Regions from separate parts of the Triticum aestivum genome. Here region 1 is linked to region 2. The links are chromatin contacts, called in public Hi-C maps. All regions are on one chromosome and are shown on one strand. Each heading gives the region's core, a stretch centred on a gene start, on an enhancer-like site or on the middle of the called end of the contact. The rest is flanking DNA. Distances are from core to core; before and after follow the strand shown.

Region 1 (4,059 bases), core at 1,516-4,015, 510 kb after region 2:
CTACCATTAAAGTTTTGAAAGGTAATGTGAGATTCGATCTTCCGTCAAATGATCCTTTTGTGAAACATTTCCCCATGAAAATGAGAAGATGAAGATGTACACATGAGATGGTATCACCCTAAACGCCAGGAGCTACGGGCTAGGCATTCTTGCACCAAAAGAGAAGTAATAGTCACTGAGGCCGAGCTAACTGACCAAAAACAAAGCACTTCGAGGTAGCCCATGTGAATAAGGTAGAGAGAGTAAGTTCGTTTTGCTTTTGTTTTGTTTTCTCAATAAAGAGTTTTGAAGTTTAGCGGAGGAGAAGAAGATGGTCGTTACCGACACCGTTCAAAGTTGGGAAAACTTTGTTTTTGCCACTCTACCTTTTGACTACTTTCCTAATGCCACTCTAGAATTTGACATTTCACTTTTGCCACTCTTAGCTTTTAACTATACATCAAAATTGCCTTTCTGTGGCAAAAGCAAAAAAAATTGGAATGAAAATTGTGATACATTGTCAAAAGCTAAGAGTGGCAAAAGTCAAATAAAAAATTATTGTGTTTGCCATAGAATGACATATGTGGTGTATTGTCAAAAGATAATAGTAGCAAAAATGAGATGTCAAATTCTTGAGTGGCATAAGCGAAGTGGACAAAAGCTAGAGTCGCAAAAACAAAGTTTTCCCTGAAAATTGAGTTTCATTTTTTTCATTCAATGGTGATTAGATGATCGAGTTCATAGTATTATTACTTTACTCAGTTGAAAAATTCCACAACAAATCTCTTGATTTGGAATTCGGGACTTATGTAGGCAAGAACGTAGTTTGAAAGGGAATTCAGGACATAAAAGTACATTCAAAGAAGAATCCAAATTATTAAACAATTGGAATTCTTGTTTGATAAGTCAATTCATATTATTCCAAAACCTTACTTTTTTTTAATCCTAACAAAGGGAAAGCTAGTATAGGTCCCAAGGGTTCGGTTGTTCGTCGATGACAGTGTTACATGAGTTGGGTTTAGAACGTCATGCCACAATTAGAAAAATGCTTCAAATGAATTAGTGATTTCCCCTTTATTTCCCTCGGAGCACAAGGGGAACTGGAAACCGATTAACCTGACTTTGCCTAAGGGATCATTATAATTTTCTTAGGTGAAAGGACCGCTGACGTGTTGACTAACCTTGATTTGATGGTGAACTCTTCCACTTTGCCCCAATTGACCCACTTACCATACAAAAAATCCTAGGACTACAGGGAATATAGATACCTATACTAGTGCCCCTTATTTCTTATTCTTATTCTTGCCTTGCCTAGCTAGCGGGAAAAAAATGGAACTCTTGCATGAAAGACCAAGTCGGATTTGACGCAAGATGAATGGTGTTGAGCTTTTTCAAATGAAACCCGCAATCAGAAAGTCACCAACGAAGCCATACAATCTATCTAGTAGTGTGCCATGGCAGTGTATTGCGTTTCGGCAGTGGAAGGAGCATCTGTCTATTACTTTTGGTCAATGAAATTGAAAGACACCTCTCACAGCAGAATCAAGTTTATTGCAGGTAGCATGGTAAACTTTGTTTCCCATGCACCATTCAAATTTAGCCATTCTGTGTTAAAATGTTTTATGTAGCATGGTATTATGTAGACCATGGCAATTTTCAATTTACGAATTATGACATTTTTATATTTTGACTACATGACAATTTTTTGTCATGGCAAAATCTAAAAAATATTGCCATGTAACAAAAAAAATTAGCTCCAAATCATGGCAATTTTGTAATTGTATCCTCTTTGTCATGTGGCAATTTGTAATGTTTTAATAGTGTTTCATATAGTCTCATGGCAATTTCACATTTTTTTCTCGTTTCCAAAACATAGCATATTTTGCAACTTACTTGTATTTTTTTTCACATGCTAATTTTAGGGGAGTCTATTTCATAGATCTTGGCAAATGAAAAATCATCGCAATTCTCGCTACATGTTTTGTGCTCATTTTGAATACAATTTTGCCATGGACGATGGAAATTTTATTGTGTATAACATGTGTGTCATGGAATTTTTTGTTTTGTCTTTTAAGAAAAAAGTAGGTACATTTTTTGTGTGTGTCACGACAAATTTTACGAATGTTTGTTTTTCATACTATCATGGCTATTACATAATTTTTGTATGTGCGTTTTTATAGACATTTAGCAATTCATACTATATTCCATGGCAATTTTTTTTGTATGGCCATGGTTTTCTGATTTTTCTAGAGCATTTTTTTGGTGATTTTTAGATGTGTATTTTTGCCATGGACTAACTTTATTTTTTTATTTATATGGTGATTGGGCCTGGAGGCCTAAGAAAAGGCATGTACAACAAAATATTCCCTGTGAGGTGTTTTATGTAGAGAACCAAAACAATTTGCTTGCTCCACCAACCTATATATGAGTATTAAATTAAAGAAAACAGAAAAAAACCCTTAAATTTTGGGATATCAAACCTGGGTGCCTAATCTACTTCCGTGAAATTTCATGAATTTATTTTTACCAGGAAACGTATTTTTTTGCGGGTGAATTTTTTCTCTATGTATGGAGAAAACTAGTTGGATGGATTTTAGGCGTGACTGTATTTTCTTCATCACATATACATTTCCGGATATTTTTTCATGAAACTTCACACGGGGTAGATTGGGCACCTAGGTTTGTCATCCCTAAATTCCAGTTTTTTTTCAAAAAAAAAATCCTGATATTTCTTGAAATTAATATTCTTATAAGGGGTGGAGCACCCAGGAGTCCCATCGATTGTATCGTTCGCGTTGGCCTTCCTCTGTGAGGAGAAACGTCAGCCAGATATTAGGATCTCGAAAAACTTCAGCTAGATTGTAGCGAATTTAAACCAAAATCGTCCCCAAATTCAAGCAAAACACGAGGGAATTCATTTCAAACTCCGCGATCTTGGAATCAAAACCGTTCTCTGGTGGTACCACTTTTGGATCCCTCTCGCGCATCTGCGCAAGACTCCGATTCTTCCCCACGCTCTCCTCTGTCTCCTCCGCTCCGAATTCGACACACAGCGCTGTGATCTTCGGGTAGATCTAGTGGGTCCCCGGAGCTGCCCCCGCGGCTCTAGAAGCATAGCGGAGGAGGAGGCGGCGGCGGCGGCGGCGGCGGCGGGAGAGGTAGCTGCGACAGTGGGGTTGGTGTGTTGCTGGGGGGCGCGCGATGGCTTACCGGCCGTACCCGCCGCCTCAGGGGGCCTTCCCGCCGCAGGCCCGGCCTGTCAACCCGTACGGGCAGCCGCCGCCGCCGCCGCCGCCGCAGGCAGGGTACGGCCAGATGCCACCGCCACAGTTTCACGCGCCGCCGCCGCCCCCGCCCGGACCGCCCCCGCCACACCAGCCTCAGTACAACTTCGGCCACGTGCCCCCGCAGCAGCAGCAACAGCCGCCGCCGCCGCCCCAGATGTATTACCAGCCTCCACCGCCGCCGTATGGCGGGAACAACAATCAAGCGCCCCCTCCACCACCACCAATGTCTCCTCCCCCTTCGGCACCGCCACCACCTCCTGCCCAGCCACCCCCACGGGTGGCTCCGCCGCCACCAAAGGAGCAGCAGGCCAAGGCGGCACTGCCAAGAGTGGAGACGGAGGAGGAGCGGCGAGCAAGGAAGAAGCGCGAATATGAGAAGCAGAAGGTTGAGGACCGGAAGCAGCAGCAGATGATGCGCCAGTCGCAGGCCACCATTCTGCAGAAGACACAGCAGGTGCGCGCCGCGCAACAGCAGAAGCAGCCACAGCCTCAGAGCCGGCACCTCCAGCCATCAGGCGGGACTCGGGTGGCGACAACTGTGTCTCGCCCAGCCTCCGCACCAAACACTGAGAGGTTCGAGAATCGGCTCAAGAAGCCGACAACGTTCCTCTGCAAGCACAAGTGAGTATACGAAAATTTGGACTTTTGGTCTATGCAAGTGCTAGTTGGAGGAAATTGGAGCCCTTTCAGTGTAAAATGCGTGCTTGAGTAAATTATTATGCTTATCATGCACTTGGGTATTTTGGCTGGCAATCTGAGCAGTTGCCAAATGCTGTACTGCTGATTCAGGACA
Region 2 (4,605 bases), core at 1,847-4,346:
GCAATCAGGAAGAGGATGCGTCATGCTGCGAGCATGGGGATTGTGGGACATGACCAGTGCCCAGCGGAGCTGTGACCCATGCTACAACCGATACCCAGCCGTGGTGGAACCAACGTGTGTGGATGCTGGAACTGCCAAGACGGCATGCTGCAACCGGCCACGAGGGAGCTGGATCCGTTGACGCGGCGTGCTGAACCAACGATGAGAAGAGTTGCGGCTGATGATCCTTTTTTGCCGGAACCAGTTGACCATTTCGGCGACAAAATGCTGGAACCGGCAGGTCGTTTTGTTCGAACTGTTCGACCAATTTGTTACGGGTGGCAGGAGCACGCGGGGTACTATGTCGCAACCTACTACAACGACGGCCATGGCGGAAGCTAGAACCAGCAGCCATTTTTGCTGGAACTGGCTTGCATCGGAGCTGCAAATCGGTAGCGGGAGAAGCTACAACCGGTGATAAGGGGGAACCTGGCGGCGCTGCAAACCTGTATTTTTTGCTGGAACCGGCCGGCGCAAATGCGACATCCCCGGTGGAAGGAGTTGCAACCGTCGGCGACAAAGTCTGCTATCAGCGGATGACAAAAAGGGGGCAATTACGGGTGCTCCATGCTGCGGAGGGGTGCTGCCGCCATGACCGGAGACGTGCGGCTAGCATTGAGCGCGTGTGCGTGGGAGAGAGAGTTGACTTTTGCAGAGGAGGGCAGATTCAAATTTGATGGTTGTGCTTCCTCCAATCGGACGCCTACGCGGCAACTGGGCTGGGTGACCGGCGCTTAGGCTAAGAAAAGGCCTAGCTCAGATGATTTGTGCAGGTTACTCAAAAAAAGAAAGATGATTTGTGCATGATCATCCTTTGGCAAGTGTCATCGGCCCATGTATGTAAGAGCATCTCCACTCGCCCCCCAACAGGCCCCCACGGTGCCTTTTTAGCGCCGGCAGCGAAAAATCGGCCCAATCGCGTCCCCAGATCGTCGTTTATCACCGATTTGGGCCGAAATAACAATCGGCGAACCGAAGCCGAACCCAGCGCACCGGGGGGCGCCTAGGGGCACCGCCTGAAGCGAAAAGGTGCGCGGACCCGCCATGTCGGCGACACACCGGTATGTTCCCGCCGCCCCCCTTCCCTCCATTTCCCTAGTGCTTCCCCCTTCTCCCCCGCCGCTCCCGCCATTCTCCTCATCAGATCCGGCCTCCATGCCACCAAAGAAGTATGCGCTCCCTCGCCTAGCCACCGATACCAGCCAGCCAAAGCAGAGGAAACCGAGGGCGCCAATGGCAAGGCCACCAGGCTTGTCGAACGCCCAGTGGAAGGCGGACATTGAGCGCCGGGAGGCGGACACGGCCGATTGGCGGAACAGGCTCATCACGAAGAGGGCCAAGGACGCGGCGGCGGCGGCGGAGCAGGGAGAGGCGTCTCACGCGGTAACGATGAACCTTCTGCCTCAACAGATCGGCCACTGCCCACAAGCAGGGCGGGGGAGCCAGCAGAGCACCGCGTCAGATCGGGCGACCAACGGGAGAAATTAGAAGCGGGCGTCCAACGCCAGACCGGGCGAGCCTCGCGTCAAGTGGACGTCCAAGGAAGACGAGTGCCTCACCGACGCATGGAAGAACATCAGTATCGACCCGATGACCGGCTCGAATCAGAACGCCGACATGCACCGGAGAAGGATCAAGACGGCGTTCGACGAGCGCAAGTTGGTCGACCCCGACTTCGCCAACATCCACATGGATCACGACGAGAAGGCCATGGCGAACCATTGGGTGACCATCCAGGCAGCCTGCAACAAGTGGCATGGGATCCTAGAGGAGGTCGCGGTTCGCCCGGAAAGCGGCGCCAACGTCGAGGGTCACGTATGGACAGTCGTCTTAGTTCTTTCGTTGTGTGCTTCGCCGACACTTGTTCTTCGGCTATCCAGATGGTTCGGATGTTCAACATGTTTCGCCAGGACAACAGTGACCAAGAGTTCAAGTTCCTTCACGCATTCTCCAGGATCGAGTCGTGCGAGAAGTGGAGGGAGTGCCGGCTCGCTCTCGCCAAGGCCAAGGAGACCTACAAGCCGGACGCGCCTGCCCAGGCGGCGGCAGAAGGGCGCCCTACTGGCAACAAAAGAGCTAAGGCGGCGAGGGGCGCGACACCCGCTGCCGAACGGCTACAATTGATCGAGCAGTGCATCGCTGACGCCAAGAACAACGCCGCCAAGAGGGAGGATAAATCCGAAGCGAGGTGGTCGGCGTTAGTTGATGACGAAGCAGGACGTCAAGCTCGACCTTCTCAGGACCAACGTCGCCGCGAAGAAGAGGAATACCGACCTGGCGTTATTCATGGCGGCAGATATGTCGACGATGGACGAGCAGGTGAAGGCATGGTACCTAGCGGAGCGTAGCCTCGTCTTGAACCAGATGCCGGGACCGACGGCGACCACCGCCTCTACGCACGCCGACGCCGACGCCCAGCCCGAGCAATGAAGCTATGCCAACGCCGATGCCCAGCTCGAGCAATGAAGTTGTGCCGACGCCAACGCACAACCCGAGCACTGAAGCTGCGCCGACGCCGAGCCCGAGTACTAAAGCTGCGCTGACGCCGACGCCGACGCCGCCCTCGGCCAGTCCCACGGCAGAGGAGCCTGCCGTTTGATGCGTTCCATGTCTATGATTCCTTCCTTTTGATAGCCAGACTTTTGGGTATGTTCGATCGCCTGCCTGTGGCATGATGATCGCCGAATTTGTGGCGTTTTTTGGCAGCTGGAAAGACAAGTTCAATTTTTTGACATCTTGGGGCCGAAACCTAGAAGCACGACTGGAAATTCGATCGCTCCTAAGGCCAAAAAACCGCAGGTGCAAACGCCAAAAGACATTCGCCAGATGTGCTAGTGCTCTAACAAAGCCACACCCACACGCACGTCTTCTCGAGCTAACTGCGGGTTGCACTGCGCTTAATCAGGCAACACGTATGGCTAAAGACAAGTGAGACCGCGAGAGTGCTGATATTTCCGGCGGCGAGAGCACGCACGTTGTCAGCGTCACGGGCAGACAAGGTCTATAAATCTTCCAACCGTGCACGTAGCCCGTCTATTCTCGCTTGACATGTTTTCTTTTGTAGTACGCGTAGCCTCCCCCCCTCTCCTCCCCTCCAAACATAGCCTGCCCACAAAACGCATCCATCCCTCTCGCTTATATATAGACCCCACCTCTCCTCCCCTCACCCCCACCGTCCCACCTCCCTCTCTCTCGCTCCTGCCGTGCTTTCTCTCTCTAACTACAAGCGTGCCCGCCGGCCATGGGGTTCCCCTCAGTGTGCTACTGCGTCATCCTGCCGCAGCCGCTCATCCTGGTGCTGCAGCTGCTCGACTTCCTCCGCCACGCGGTCCTGCTCTGCCTCTCCTCGCTCGGCCTCGCGGCGCCGCCGGCGGCCGACGACCACCCGGCCTACGCGCCGCCGCCGGACCTCTGGGCCGTGGCGGAGGCAGCGGCTCCCTCGTCCTCTTTATCCCTGGCATCCGGGCCGGCGCCCGCGCCGGCGGCCATCAAGGCGCGCCTCCCCGCCGTCCGGTATGCTGACCTCAAGAGCCGGCGCTGCGCCGCCGGGGCCGCGGCGGCGTCGACCTGCTGCGCCGTGTGCCTGGGCGCGCTCGAGGCGCGGCACCGCGTCCGCGAGCTCGGCAACTGCGCGCACGCCTTCCACAAGGCCTGCATAGACAAGTGGGTCGACAAGGGTCAGGCTACTTGCCCCCTCTGCCGCGCGCTCCTCCTCCCCACCGACGCCGACGCCGGCAAGCTGCCCTCTTTTTCCTTCTGACCTCACGCTCCAAGGAGCGACCCTTCTGCCGCTGCGGCCTCGCCGCCAGAGATAGGTCAGTCCGTATAGCTAGCTAGCTAGGCCCTTCTCCATCCATCCGCCCATCTCTCCACGGATCCATGCTTTCACGAGAGAAATCAAAAGGGGATGAGAGAGAGAGAGAGAGAGAGAGAGAGAGAGAGACAGAGCGAGAAGAAGAGGTGTGCGTGCGTGTGTGTACGTTTGTGTGGTGGAGTATTATTGGTAGGTGAGGCACTAATTATGAGGAGGACAGGGATGGCTACCTGCATTGGATCTGGTGAATGAGCACTATGCATAGCACTTGCAGATCCATATGCTCTTCTCTCTCTTTTTCAGCTCCTCTTCAACCTCACCCACTTCACTTTTTTAATCTTCTTTTTTGTAATTTCCTTCCCCTTCTCCTTTTCTTTTCTCCTTTTCTATTAACTTATTTTATGAGGGGAATTAAGAGAGAGAGATCAAGAAAGAGAGATGTACATAGCTGCCTCCACTTGACAATATCGAAGAATGAATAAGAATTGTCTGACATCACTCAACTTATCTTATTCTTTGCCGTGCGCTTTTTTTTCGTATATCAAAGTTATATACGTGGATTGTATTGTAAAAGAGGTTATGTAGATTGTATGTAGTGTAGGTGGTGGATGGACCTCAATTGGGCTTTTCCCAATAGTAGATATGTTACCATCATGTTTGGTGTTTAGAGGGTAAGCCTCACGTCAATGTAGAGGGGTTAGGATAAGCATTGCTTAAAGCAACGTGCACAGTGCTTAATTAATCGACACTAC

The links. Hi-C and Micro-C count contacts between places; a contact is called where the count stands out from the background.
Region 1: a contact with region 2 is called in a Hi-C map of leaf, with 4 times the contacts expected there. The contact joins the promoter of LOC123164491 here to the promoter of LOC123167894 in region 2.

Annotation. Positions count from the first base shown.
Region 1 is chr7D:373,723,798-373,727,856 of IWGSC CS RefSeq v2.1, forward strand. LOC123164491 (protein PAF1 homolog) reads left to right here and starts at 2,766. Exons shown (of 12, transcript XM_044581999.1): 1 at 2,766-3,887. The coding sequence starts at 3,181.
Region 2 is chr7D:373,214,367-373,218,971 of IWGSC CS RefSeq v2.1, forward strand. LOC123167894 (brassinosteroid-responsive RING protein 1) reads left to right here and starts at 3,097. Exons shown (of 1, transcript XM_044585758.1): 1 at 3,097-4,365. The coding sequence starts at 3,281. The coding sequence ends at 3,799.